Linked DNA regions of Mus musculus: region 2 is linked to region 1. The links are chromatin contacts, called in public Hi-C maps. All regions are on one chromosome and are shown on one strand. Each heading gives the region's core, a stretch centred on a gene start, on an enhancer-like site or on the middle of the called end of the contact. The rest is flanking DNA. Distances are from core to core; before and after follow the strand shown. Region 1 overlaps Pag1 (phosphoprotein associated with glycosphingolipid microdomains 1). Region 2 has its middle 12 kb from the start of Pag1.

Region 1 (2,797 bases), core at 45-2,544:
AGGGTCTGATCCGCAGGCCAGCGTTTTCTACAGCAAGCTGGCAGGCGTCTTTCACAGCCTGTCCACATGCCTTCCCTGCCCCCCAGACATTCTTTCTTTCTTTTTGGTTACAGGCCAAGAAGGAAGAGAGAACCCCAGCATACTGACACGTGAACGAAACCCTCTTCTGGACAACCGTTTCTCCAAGGTAATTGTGGCCGTCATAGGAAGAAGGGAGGGAACACATGCCTTGCAGTTTCAGACGACAGTGGGAGCATGGAGAGTTGATGGTCTGTCTGCTGCAGACTAGGGCTGAGTGAAAGGGGGAGAGAGAAGAAAGGGAGGCTGGTGCTTCCGTCTGCAGCCTCACTAAAAGTATCAGCAGAAGAAGACCATCCCGCCCTGGGAGGTCATGGGACTGGGCAGCAAGTGTGTGGGAAAAGAGGGAGCGGGGAGAGTCCTAGTGTTTAGACTGAAAATTGCATTCATTCCTTTATGATGAAATAGTGGAGGGATTCTAACTAGAGGTCAAATAAAGTATCCATTCTGTATGTGTCATGCAGGTGATCCTGGACCAATGCTTTGTACCAACTAAGACTTAACAAATAAGAAAAGAATTTAAGAAATCTCTGCGTGGGGGGGGGGGTCCCTGAAAATGCACACCAAGTTAGCCTTTCAGTGGTTCATACAAAATGCTTTATAAATGTCTCATTTTAGAAGATAATGTCCTTAATACCACTTCTAAAGAGGAGCTGAGGGGGAGACACAGGCAGACCTCAGATCCTAGTGGAGTGGGCCACCCTCACCTTGCACATCCACAGGAATAGCTCCAGGCTCTCCCTTTGTGAATCATATTCTTAGTAGGCACCAAGGCTTACAGGCAGCAGTAGAGCCCATTGTCAGCTTCAGCACTCGTGACTCGCCTCCTAGGCCCTGAACACAAACTGCTCTATCATTTCTATGAAATTCCTCTTTTGCTGTTTAGTTTTTAGCATAGGGCTATTTTCACTAGGCTGAGATTTTTATCTGATAAAGCGCTTCCTTTTTCCTTACAAAGTGTCTGTGTACTCACATCCGCAGGGATGAAACAATACACAACTAGATTTGAAATCTTCTTGTCTGCTTTCTCTGATTAGAAGATCATATATGGCTGGCATTATTCCACCCTTGGTGTTGTGGAAAGCAGTTTCAGATGGAAGGGGAGAGCCAGCTTCTGGCCTCCCCCTCCCTGGCAGTTCTCAGAAGGGTTGGGGGAAGTGTAGGCTGTAAGTTGGAAGAGAATTTTGTGATACTATTCATTCTCGGCTCTGACAGAGAGGACATTGTTTGCTCACTGTAATAGTCTTGGCAGGGATCTCTGCTGTGCATACAGAATGCGAGCAGAGCAGTGGGAACCGCTGAATTCTAAGAAACACATCAGCTTGGGGATTTTTTTTAAATACATTTTAATAGCTTCTCATTACCAAGATGCAAGTTATAATTTAGGAAAACATTTTCCTTGGTTCCTTTCTTCACACTGCATTATGCATGTATTACATAAAAGGTCCTTATGAGAGTAGGGTGCCCATCTAAGCTGTGGCATCAAGCATTTCAATCCTAGAAATTCAGAAAGACATCCTGCGCGCTGCAGACAGCCTCGAGGCTTGCTCCTTGTACATCAGCACTCCTATCAGTGCCAGCAGTGTTAGCTTGGAGCTCCTGGGAACAATTATGTGCAGACAGTAATCAGTGTATGGCAGGGACACGGTGAGAGTACCACCCGCGGTGTGACACACAGAGAACGTGCATAACTTTTAAAGACCCCAACTTCAGAAGGAGTTTCTGCAATCTGGATTGTGTGAAAGGAGGACAGGAGCTAGAGCTCAGCGGCAGCAATGTGCCTGGTGTGCTGAGAGTCTGCATTGCATCCTGACTATTACAAACCACGGTAATAATGATGGTGATGGGTGAGCATAGGCAGGACATAGAGGAGTACATTGATATGACAGTGTTTGGGACTGAATAACAGATACCAATAAAAATAACTAAGCTCTTCAACCTTCTCCACCTCCTTTTTTTATTCCAATGGATGCATTTTAGATAACCTGTTTTTAATATAAAATTTTTATATAAATATACAGGATTGCTGAGGGTGTGGGGTAGAATATGGCATTGTATGGAGGCATACGAGAGACGCAGGGCCAGCCACTCCTGCCTGTGTCTGGCGGTCTGTGGAGGTGTTGCTTGTGTGGCAAGGATACCTTCAGAGGACCTGCTGGCCTATCATTGTTTCTCTTGAGGCTCCTAGAACCACTGAGACTCCAGGCCTGAGCAGTGTCACTGTCCTTGGCTCCTGGCTTTTCACACCTGTGAGCACAGCTCATCATAAAAGGGACAGGGATAGGAAGGAGCTCACAGGCAGCTAGATCCTTTTAGCTGCAGCTGACCTGAAGGGAAGAGAAGAAGGGTGTTGTGTGAACATTGGGGCAAGGCATCCTTACCCACTGTGAAGAGAAATGGTTATGACAGAAACCACCCCAAAGGCTGCATGGTGTTTTCTTGTTTGACAGATAATTTATGGCTCCTGGGAAGGGCGGGATAATCTGCATAGCTACCCTGGTGTGATGGTGAGGATGCCCATTTAACTGGGGATTCAGCAGTTCAGAGTCCATAAGGACCTGAGAGGCAAGAGCAGAGTCAGCGCTGGCGTCCAGCAGCTGTGGGATCTGGCTTAGTGTGTGTGTAACTGACCATCATCGGGGCCCCTGGACCGGACCAGAGCCCGCTGAGCGGGATCTGTGAACAACCTGTAAACAGTCACCTCCACGGAGGCGTACAC
Region 2 (3,026 bases), core at 274-2,773, 94 kb before region 1:
GACTAAAAGAAAGAGCAAATCTGAAAAGAGACGAGGAGGGAGGACTGTGCTCTGGGTCCCCTTTCAGCCTTAACAATCAAGTAAGTCTCTCCTTCCTTGCCCCCAGTACCGAGTGGGGATGAGCAAGGATCTTCGTGTTTTGTGTAAATGGAGCCTCTGTGCATGGAAGAAAACACCAGCTATGGGGAAGAGAGGCTCCCTCTTCAGTCACTAGGAAAAACCATGCTATCTATTTCTCTCACTTATGTACATAACCTTGCTTTTGATAGGAATGGGGGTTTTGAGACAGAAGGTAGCTTGGGCACACCCTGGCCACCTCTGTAAAAAACAGTAGCCAGTCCTCACAGGGGCACACCCTATCTCCATCAAAGTACTTAGTGAAACATCCCTAGAGACAGAAGGCACACAGGCTCCAGATTGTAAAACTTCCATTTGGTGCCTAGACTTTCTTGGATCCATAGCATTTACAGTACGTTTGGGACATTATCACTTTCTTAGGGTGTGTTGAAAGTAGCGGTGGGAAACTAGAGCAGTCCTTGATGTCACATGTACTTTGAAGTTCCCACAATGCATATCTTCCCATTGAGATCCCTCTATTTGCTCTTGAAAACGATGCGCTGCTCAAAGCATTGGCTGAGTACTTTAAATAGCATCCCACCCCAAGGAGGAACATGTTATCAAAGTCCATCTTACAAAAGAAAAAATTAAACTTCAGATAGATTATTTTAAAGGCAATACACAGGTAGGAAACAGAAAACAGTGTTTGAACCCAGTCACCCCAACTCATACATACAGGCTCCCTGCCATGATGACTTAAACAGCTGTCAATTATTCAAGATGAGTATGCCTTGTAGGTAAGACTGTGGCTTCTATTTATTCATCTTCTTTTTCTGTCCTCAGCAAAGAACACATACAATGCTCTGTGCTGAGAGGATATTCAATAACTATTAAATAAATAGAGTGTTGTGAAATTCTAGATATGGAGAATGCACGAGGAAGATCCAGGTCTAACTTGTCATTTCCCTCTCTTCTCTCTTGCTCCTCTTCTCTTCCCTCCCTGTCCCTTCTCTCCCCATTCCCCAGCCCCCCTCTATGTGCTCATGGCCAGGCCCAGCTCCTCCCCCTCCCCCACCCACCCTTTCCTCACATCTGGGCAGATAGTGACTTAGTGTGAATCACTTTGGCTTAGTTGTAGGAAGGGGTCAGCTGCTGCTTCTCCTGGGACCTGAGACCTGAAGGACCAGGGATCATGGCTGGGTCACAGAGCCGGGAAGATTTACAGGAAGGAAAACAGCAATAAATAAAATACCACATTGATTTATTAGACAAGCATCGGAGAGCAGAGACTCGGTACATGGACCTTATAGTCATATGGCTCACGTTTAAATGCACAGAGGTCAGTCAGCTGCCCACTAGCTATGTCGACTCAGACATGTTATTTAACACATGTATGCATCTCCTTTTCTTTACCTGTAAAACAGAAATGTAGTATTTCACTGTCTTTATGGAGGTTACATGAACTATGGACACAGGCTGCCCACAGCTCCTCTCATAAGTAAGTGCTATATAGGAGCAGGGATCTGAATACTTTCTAGGCTTCCAAGAATATGCTGCTTTTAAACATCATCAAATTTAATATTAGGATACGTTGTTGGCATATTTTCAAGTAGTAAACAAGAAACACTATTGTCTCATTTTACAAAGGAATCTTGAAACAGAGCAAGGAGAAACAGCTGGTGTGCGATTCTAATATCTACCAGAAGAGGCATACAAGCCTCAATAACCCTGCACACCACTGTGTTGGGGGCTGGCTCCCATCACAGGCTGGTTTTTCAGAAGGCAGAAATACCACCTTAGGATCAAACAGCTTTCAAACTCACTGCTACAGCCATTTTCCCCTCTGGCCCAACTCTCCTTCTGCTCTCCTGTGGCCTCAGGAGAGGAGTTGGTTCTGAGCCATGGCCCTGGATCCAGAGGAGTGCAGTCTAGCTAGCTAACTGCTCTGGAATTGGACACCGAGAGAAGTGATATCAAAGAGAATTGATAGGAACTCCCCTGAGATTGACTGCTCTTGAAAAAAAATAGTGGTTTTGCTACTTTTATCTGCTAACAAATATCCAGCAGGAAACGATACAGGGAAGGAAGTATTTATTTTATCTCACAATTTGAGGACACAGTCCGTTGTGGGGCGGGAGAGGCATGGTGGCAGGAACAGTAGTGATTGTGGCCACAGACAAGTAAGGTTCCTTCCTCACATCTGGGCAGATAGAGAAGCAGAATGAGAGAAAGGTTGTGGATGGATGCATACCAGGTTGCAACCCTGAATCCCCATTGCCCCGAGACTCCTTTTCTCCAGGTAGACCCTACTTACTGATTCAACAATGTCCCCAGACAGCGTCAGCAGCTGGGGGCCAAGGATTCAGACACATGTGAGGGAACATTGCACATAGCTGTCTCTAAGTCAAGAGCATACAAGTAGGAGAGCTCTCGGCAACAAAGACAGCAGCATCTGTCGCTGCATGAAGCCTCATCCACACATAGAGCAAGAAGGTCCTGAAGCTTTTCCCTAATATCACCTGCTTGGTCTCGGAGACCATGTCATGGGAATGTCTAGCCCTAGGACTCCAGGAAGCAGTCACCCTTGCCAGCGTTTCCCTTCTAGGTAAAGCGCCTAGGAAATCTGTTGAGAGCTGCTCTGTCAACATGTGCTCCTTCTTGAGGTTGCCATGTCCCCCACAGTGGCTTTCACAAACTTGGGAGTTTCCACCACATGTGTGAGAGGAACATAAAGCCCTAATTGGGCATGGCTGCGTGCTGTCAAGCAGAACGCCACTGCCATGCCTGTGACCTTGCCCTAGTCACTGTGTTTTGACAGATTCTGTAAGTAACAAATTAAGCTTTTTGTGTTAGAAATTACTTCTGAAGAGTAAGATAAATCAGATAAGATAAAAATGAGATTTTTACACTACTTTTTCATCTGAGATCAACTATTGGTCTGTACCTTCCATAATGACTAAAAACATCTT

The links. A called contact is a pair of places that touch in the nucleus more often than the background predicts.
Region 2: a contact with region 1 is called in a Hi-C map of Sertoli cells, with 2.5 times the contacts expected there. The contact joins two enhancer-like sites. A contact is called at or near these places in 2 of 39 promoter capture datasets (the C10 cell line and neural stem cells), 15 of 484 Hi-C or Micro-C datasets (the G1E-ER4 cell line, the HL-1 cell line, Sertoli cells and 12 more), 14 of 115 datasets of contacts at active chromatin or transcription factors (CD8 T cells, the SCID.adh cell line, astrocytes and 9 more) and 3 of 9 other capture datasets (adipose tissue, liver and pancreatic islet).

Annotation. Positions count from the first base shown.
Region 1 is chr3:9,749,803-9,752,599 of GRCm38.p6, reverse strand. It overlaps Pag1 (phosphoprotein associated with glycosphingolipid microdomains 1), which reads left to right. Exons shown (of 9, transcript NM_001195031.1): 3 at 114-187. Among named protein-coding and RNA genes, the nearest start is that of Pag1, 82 kb to the left of the region's middle. Within about 2 kb of position 1,294, at least 156 of the 459 cell types and tissues checked have an H3K27ac peak or open chromatin away from gene starts, as enhancers often do. A contact at or near this core is called in Sertoli cells, where this site is marked.
Region 2 is chr3:9,844,083-9,847,108 of GRCm38.p6, reverse strand. No RefSeq gene overlaps it. Among named protein-coding and RNA genes, the nearest start is that of Pag1, 12 kb to the right of the region's middle. Within about 2 kb of position 1,523, at least 21 of the 459 cell types and tissues checked have an H3K27ac peak or open chromatin away from gene starts, as enhancers often do. A contact at or near this core is called in Sertoli cells, where this site is marked.